Regions from separate parts of the Rattus norvegicus genome. Here region 1 is linked to region 2. The links are chromatin contacts, called in public Hi-C maps. All regions are on one chromosome and are shown on one strand. Each heading gives the region's core, a stretch centred on a gene start, on an enhancer-like site or on the middle of the called end of the contact. The rest is flanking DNA. Distances are from core to core; before and after follow the strand shown.

What was found. Hi-C and Micro-C count contacts between places; a contact is called where the count stands out from the background.
Region 1: a contact with region 2 is called in a Hi-C map of psoas muscle, with 2.5 times the contacts expected there. The contact joins the enhancer-like site here to the promoter of Cyth3 in region 2. A contact is called at or near these places in 4 of 12 Hi-C or Micro-C datasets (the Rat2 cell line, Schwann cells, frontal cortex and 1 more).

The regions. Positions count from the first base shown.
Region 1 is chr12:16,102,310-16,106,418 of GRCr8, forward strand. No RefSeq gene overlaps it. Among named protein-coding and RNA genes, the nearest start is that of Fam220a, 23 kb to the right of the region's middle. Within about 2 kb of position 1,287, at least 17 of the 93 cell types and tissues checked have an H3K27ac peak or open chromatin away from gene starts, as enhancers often do.
Region 2 is chr12:16,045,254-16,049,335 of GRCr8, forward strand. It overlaps Cyth3 (cytohesin 3), which reads right to left and starts at 2,175. Exons shown (of 13, transcript NM_053912.2): 1 at 2,021-2,175. The coding sequence starts at 2,054.

The DNA.
Region 1 (4,109 bases), core at 37-2,536, 56 kb after region 2:
ACTCAGATCTCAGCCTGGGAGACAGCCATTGTGGGAGCACTCAGATCTCAGCCTGTAAGCCACTCTAAAAAAAATCCTCGTTACAAAAAGTAGACACACATCCACATATACGACCATTCCGTGAGTTCTGCTCCTTTAGAGAACTCTGAATAATTACACATGTATACACACACACTTGAAAGTAAATCTTAAAAAAGAAAAGAATTTACTATGCTTTTAGACTGGTGTTTTAAAAAGCTCTTCTAGGAGCTGGGAAGATGAGTCCATAAAATCCTTGCTATGCAAGCATGAAGACTTAACCCGAGCACTCACACAAAAACTGGGCATGACTTTGCACACCTGTGACCCTGGCTCTGGAGAGGCAGAGACATGAGGATTCCTGGGACTCACTGGCCAGCCAGCCTGTCAAAATCAGGAAGCTCCAGGCTCAGTGACAAACCTTGCCTCAAATAAGGAGAGAGTGGCTGGGCAGAGGTGGTCACCCTTGGGAGGGAGAAGTAGATGGATCTCTGAGTTTGAGGCCAGCCTGACCTACAGAGCAAGTTCCAGGACAGCCAGGACCACACAAAGAACCCTGTCTCAGAAACAAAACAGAGAGAAAGAAATGGAGAGTGATTAAGGAAGATAATGTGCTCTGTCTTCCAGACACACATGCATGGGACACACACATGTACATACACACCATATACACACAAACACACATACACATAAACATACATATACATAAACATACATGCACACATATACATCACACACATACATGTACATCACACACACACAAACATCAAACATACACACAAACATACATATACATATACACAACACATACACATATATAGATACATCATACACACCATACCCAAACATACACACACATAAACATACACACATAAATATACGCACACACATATACACAGACACACATACACACAAACATACATAAACATGCTTATATCTCTCTCACACACACATATACACATGTATATCATACATACCACATGCAAACATACACACACAAATATACACACACATAAACACACGTACACACATATACAGACACACGCACATATGCACATAAACATACCCACACACAAACACATACATACACAAACATACACAAAGAAATACACACTCACACTTCACACACAGTAAAATAAAAATGGTAGAGAAGGGAAAAAAGAGAAAAGATAGCCACCTTCTAACCCGGCCCTAATAGTCTTCAGAAGAGTGGGACAGAAAAGGAACGCCCTTCCCTGCCCAGCTCCATCTCCAGGGAATCTCACAGGCGGGTCGGAAAACACTCACTTCCTGTCTCTGACTCTAAAATGCATTATGTCACATGAGGAATGCTCCAAATCCTATTTATGGGAAAAGAGGTAATATTGGGGGCAACGAGGGTGGCCAAGCCCTGCCTGGAGCTGGAAGATGCCCAAGGGCACCTTAAGAAGCCTCACGGTCCTCGTGGTTCCAGGGGGACAGATACTTTCAAGTCCTGCCTCCCCGTCTTGGGCATCGGCTCTCATATTTCGAGTCTCCAGTGGCTCTTGTGGGGGGACGGTACAGGATGTTCTCATGAATCATCCCAAATTTGATGAACGGTCCCAGCACCAGTGCCAAGGTCAAGTTTTAAACCTGAATGTGGATTTCATCTGGAGTGCGTTGAGGGCAGCTGGCTCGACTGCTGGAAGTTGCGCGTTTGGGCTGCAGGAGAATGAAAAACTGTTTCAGATGCTGGGAGCACAGGCCTGGAATATCGCAGAATATCCCAGTGAGGCACTGTGGGCATGACTCAGCTGTAGAGCCCTAGCCTAGCATCAACAGGGTGGAGTGTAGGTGCTAAAGGAGAAGATGGGGCTGGAGAGATGGCTCAGTAGTTAAGGGACTTAGTGCTCTCACAGAGAACATGAGTTCGATTCTCAGCATTCATGATGGGTAGCTCACAACCACCTGTGACTCCTGCTCCAGGGATCCAAATACAGTGCCCTCTTCTGGCCTTCACAAGCACCTACACTCTCACGTACAGAGCCAACACGTGCATGCGTGCGCATACACACACACACACACACACACACACACACACACATTTTAAGATAATAAAATGTGAAAGAAAAAAGGGGGAAATGTTTCAAAAGGTATATGATAAAAAGAGGTTTTGAAAACGTTTGATACTACACAAGAAAGGGTTGGGCATTTAGCTCTGTGGTAGAGCGCTTGCCTAGCAAGCGCAAAGCCCTGGGTTTGGTCCCCAGCTCCGAGGGAAAAAAAAAAAAAAAGAAAGGATTCAAGACTATATTTCAAAATACACGAACTAATATAAAACCAAGGCAGAGAGATGTTACTCGCAGTATAAACAGAAGTGTAAGGTCATTCTCAGCCACACAGTGAATTTGAGGTCAGCCTGTGTCCATTCAAGACCCTGAGAAAATAGTTGTTAACTACCTCAGTGAAGAATGTGGAGGCGTACACCTGTAATCCGTACTCAGGAGGCTGAGGCAGGAGGCTCACCAGTTCCGGGACAGCTTGGGCTACATAAGAGCCTATCTGAAAAACTGTGGGGGCCAGCTGGATGGCTCAGAGGGTTAAGGTAATTTTAGCCAAGCCTTATCATCTAAGTTCAAGTCCCAGGACCCGGATGGGGGAAGAGAAGCTACTTCAAACCTGGTTTGTCGTTGTTTGGGTTTTGTTTGTTTATTTTTTGAGACAGTGTTTCTCTGTATAGCCCTCTGGCTGTCCTGAAATTTACTCTGTAGATCACGCTAGCCTAGAACACACAGAGATCTGTCTATCTCTGCCTTTCAAGTGCTGGAGTTCAAGAAGTGTGTCTGGCTTTTTTGTTGTTGTTTTATTTTGTCTTGATACATGGTCTCACTGTGTAACCCTGGCTGTCTGGTAGACCAGGCTGGCTTCGAACTCATAAAGATCCACTTGGGGGTTGGGGATTTAGCTCAGTGGTAGAGCGCTTGCCTAGGAAGCGCAAGGTCCTGGGTTCGGTCCCCAGCTCCGAAAAAAAGAACCAAAAAAAAAAAAAAATCCACCTGCCTCTGCCTCCAGAGTGCGGGTGTTTGTACCACAACCTACAGCCCGGAAATTTGCTTTCTAACCTCTATATTATCCCTGTGGTTCTCTTGCCAGCATGCATGTGTGTGCACGAAAGCTCATACATATGCGCATGTGCACACACACACATTAAATAAACGGGATTAAAATATAAACTTCTTTGTAGAGCCATGTAATGCAAAGACACCAATTTCTAGAATAAATTCCCGCCAAGTTCTGTGATCCTGCAGAACATATCAGAAGAGTTTTGAATAGCGCATGTAAGACCCAGCAGAAGACAGGAAGTAGCTACTCTGGGAATTGTTCTGTAACAGGCTAAAACAAAAATATTTAACAGAGAGAAAGCCTGGAGTTTATCCCAGAAAACTGCTTTATCTGAACAAATCCTAAGTGGTGCTCGAAACATCTCTAAGATACTAAATAGCTTGCAAGCTATTTATACATGCGCGTTTACCCCAGTTCATCACTAAACATGTCTTCTTGACACATCTACGAAAATGCACAAGGAATCACGGTAAGCCACTGGCATTAAAAGAGAGCATCAGGCCACAACCCTTTACACTTACTTAACTGCTTGTCATTTTGGGGTGCACATGCACCTGTGCCACAGCATTCACGTGGACATGGAAGTCAGGGAACTACTTTGGGGAGACAGTGCTCTCCCTCCACCGGGGGGGTTCTGAGGATCAAACCCAGTTTGTCAGACTCGGTGGCAGACCAGTTTACACTCTGGGCTTAGGAATATTTCATTAAGGGCCACAGCAATGGCTCAGTGGTCAAGAGTGATGGTGGCTTCCAGAGGACCAACTGTAGTGTGCTTCCCAACACTTTCCTCAAGTGACTCACAACGACCCCAACTCCAGCTGCAGGAGATGGGACACCTCTGGCCTCAGTGGCATCTGCACTGCTTGTATGTACACATGCGTGCACACAGAGACACACACAAGCATGCACATACCACAGACACGTAGGCATGCACACACAGACACACACAGACATGCACACATACACACACAGACACACAGAGGCATGAACACACAGATACACACCCA
Region 2 (4,082 bases), core at 925-3,424:
CGGCAGGGCCCTCCTCCACCATGTGGCTCCTGGAGAGTGAGCTCCAGCTGTCAATTTGTAATGTCTCCCTGAAGTAACCTTACCTGGTCGCGGTTACTGTGTCTCATTTTTTAACTGTTGGCCATGACAGTGCAGTATCATTGAACTGAACATCTTTTTTTTTTTTTTAATTTTAAGAGTGTTTCTCTGGTACATTAATATATCCAGAGACATTAATGGTCCAGAGATAGCTTTAAGCCTTCCTGCTACTTTAATATTGACCTTCATTATACTTCTCAAATTCCAGGGACTGCTGAAACACATTGGCTTCTAAGTTTCCCCCACTGTATCTGCTTTTACCTTCAAATCTTTCACATGTTGACTCAACAGACTGCAGCACCTGCAAAGCCGTCCCCAATTCAGCTTCCTGGATTCCAATGTCCAATTGCCACTGTCCTGTCTTTTCTAAACTATGTCAAACTGTGATATAGGCGAAAGGCAAGGCATCCACAGGGATCCAGTGCCTCCAGCCCCGCAGCCGGTCTGTAGGAGGGTTTGCAACTGGGCTCTTTCTTTTCACAAACAAAACACCCACTCGGTGCCACTGTGCTACCCCTGGCTTTTACTATGAGAACTGAACTTGGCAAATGCCACGAGGAGTGCCAACTTCCTACCAGCCCAGCCACCCCGTTTCTTTCACAGAGAAGGAAAAAAAAAATCTGAGAAGCTCTGGAATTCTAGAAGGCACCTTGATTAACCACTTCACGGGGAAGTCTTCAATATTGCTGATTCTTACAGGCAGCTGCTCCAGCAGCCTGTAATTAAGACTTTTTTCCCCCCTAAACACTCCCTTATTACATGGGACTCTGATCATTCTGTCAGCAAAAAGGAAGATCGTTACTCAAAGTCCAGACAGCTTCAACTTGGGGTGTTTGGGTAAAAATGATGGGTACATTATTAACCCCTTGCTTTCTCAATCAAAGACCCACTCGACGAACGGGGACTCTTAATGTTTTGGGAAACCAAATTCATGAAATGATACAACAGGAATTTGTAATCCGTTGAGTAATTTGCAACCAGCACATCTGCAGGAGGACAGAATTCAAAGTCAGGCACATAGAGCCTGAGCAACACCGAGAACTGATAACCCACCTCTGGAAGGGTGTCTGCCCCTGAGAAATGATAACCACCTCAGGAAGGGTGTCTGCCACACACACCTGTCCTGGAGTCTTACAGCCTTGTTGGCTGTGGCTCCCGCTTCCCACCCTCGGCTTTAGAGAGATCCCACCTGACCCCTTTAATTTCTTAATTATATTTTCCATTTGGTGGTGTTGTGAACAAACTCAGGGCCATGCTAGACAATTATTCTATCATTCAGCTATTTGCCCCCCTCTTTATTTTTGCACCCCACCCCTTCTCTGTAGCATTTTTTTTTTCTATTTGATAAAAATGCATACTCAGACCTGGACTGGAGCTGCCTGTCCCTCATGTCCTTTAAGCCATTCCCAACGAGTACTTCTGATCTAAAACCCGGAGACGTTGTTATGACTTCCAACCTTCCTCCTCTCCCCCGGACCGATCCAACAGACCCCACCCCCGGGCCCCGAGGCGTCCAAATTGAAAACTTTCCCCTCCCCATCCACGAGCTCCCAAGCTCCAGACACCTGAGGAGAGCTGAAAAGGAGAGGGGCCCGTCCGAAACAGCTGGACTAGGGAGGGCGTGGACGCCCTTGGCAATGAGACGCTGGGAAGGTCGCCCCGCAATGTGCTCCCATCTCGGAAAGGCGACCTGGAGCTGTGCAGCGAAGACCCTGGCCTCGAACCCGCGACCCGCTACCGCGCTGGGCGACGACCCTGCGGTCTCCGACTTGTCCTCTCACCAACGCTGCGAAGCCCGCGTCCCGGCCTTACCCCGAGCACCTCCCCACGGTCGCCACCAACCCACCCGACACCCGGCCCCACATCTCAAGCCAGGGCTCTCAACAGCGCGACCCCCGGCCTCAGGGCCGCCCAGAGAGCCGGCCACACCTCCATCACTCACCGCTGCCGCCCTCACCGCCACCGCCTTCGTCCATCTTGAGGCCACTCCCAGCCAGCCGGCGAGCCCGGAGCCGGCGGGAGCGACTGGGCTGAAAGCCGGGACTAGGAGAAGTGGTCGCGGGGAGAACGGAGGAGCTCCTCAGCGTGCGCGGCCCGGGTCGCGGCCGGGCCTCCACGGAGGGCCGGGCGGAGCCTCGCTGCTCCGGCGCCGTCACGTGACATAAACCACGCCCCCCTCTGTGGGTGTGGGCGGAGACTAGACGCCTAGTGGTCCCGCCCTCCAGACTCCGCCGGGCCTTGCAGTAGCTGCAGTAGCTGCTTAGCCTAGAGACTTGGATCCTGCAGCGCTGCACCCTCCTTCGAACCTGGTGTCTGCCCCTCTAGAGCATCCTGGAGAGGAAGCCGTGTCTATCAGGAGCACGAGGACGCCCCGCTCTACAAAACCAAATGGCTATGTTGCGACTCGCAAGTGCATGGAGTAGGGGAGTGGGAAAAGATCTGGAAGGGAAGGCTGATGATGATTGGCTCAACGAAAAGAACTAACTATAAGTTTTACTGTGACCGCAGCATGCATGGGCGTCCAAACATGACATACACACAGTAATAATTGTGTGAGGAGATAGTTCTGTTGTTAAGAGCACTCTCTGCTCTTGAAGAGAGCCAGAGTTTGTTTCCAGCACTCACAGAACCCTTGTAACTACAGCTCCAAAAAGGATCGGATACTTCTGGCCTCCAAAGACACCTGTACTCATATGAGGGTTATCTGGAACACTCTTCTTGCCTCCAACGACACCAGGCATGCTTGTGGTGCATACATACACGCGGGCAAAACACCTATACACACAAAATAAATTTAAAAGAAAAACTTTTTTGAGACAGGGTTTCTCTGCATAGCCCTCAATATCATGGAACTCTCTGTGTGTACCAGGCTAACCTTCGACTCAGAGGTCTTCCTGCCTCTGACACCCGAATGCTGGAACTAAAAGGATGAGCCAAGGGGTTGGGGATTTAGCTCAGTGGTAGAGCGCTTGCCTAGCAAGCACAAGGCCCTGGGTTCGGTCCTCAGCTCCGAAGGGGAAAAAAAAAAGAAAAGAAAAAGAAAAGGATGACCCAACATGCCCAGCTAAATAATTTTTTTTTCAAATGTTTATTTTAAAAAATAATTTTAAAAATAATAAAAATTGGGTGTGATGCTTTGATGACAGCAAGCAAATCTCTATGAATTCTTCGTGGGCTTGGTCTATATAGTGAGTTCTAGGTTAGCCAGAGATACCTAGTGAGTCCCTGTCTGAAATAATAACAATAATAATAATCGTCATCATCATCGTCTGAAAATGAGCCCACTGTGAAGAAGCCTCTCCCTCTCCCCACCTCCTCCCTTCTTCATCCTCAAGATGTTAGGGTAATTCCAGCCTTTTATCCCTTCCGTGTATAATGAAAATGGAGTCTCTTTTTCCTGCGGATTGGATGCATTTTAAAATTAACAAAGTATCGAGGTTTGTAAATGAATGTAGTCATGACGTTGAACCCTAATCCCAGTCCAGCACAGCTGGGGCCCAGCTCTCAAAAAGCCTGATTACAGAGGTTGGCCGGCCTGGCGTCAGATGCCCTTGGAGTTGAGCTTTAGTCTCTCTTGGGTTGCTGCCAGCTGCCCTGGATTTATGATGCAGTGGGAGCTCTGAATTCAATTTCCCGTGGGCACAGCCCAGGGCTGGGCAGACCGCCTCAGTTCGTCCCTGTTCCAAATCTATGGCTTGCTTCTCTCAGTCCATATGTCTCGTTTCCAGTAACCTCTCCTTAGCATTGCCTGTGTACCCTCCCGAGCCTTTCTGCTCGAATTAAATTGCATTAAAGAGAAGCAAACATTATAAGGGAGGAGATGGTTCGTCTGTAATAAAATTTCCCAGCAACTGTTTCATATTTACAAATTGCCCGTTGAATCAAAGGATGCTTCCTCCATCGTCCATCTGTCAAAGCAGACAGCCTTCACCTTTTGCTCAAGGTTAAAGGATGATTTCAAAGAGTCCAATTTCCTGATAACCTCAAGAATTATAACCCCGGAT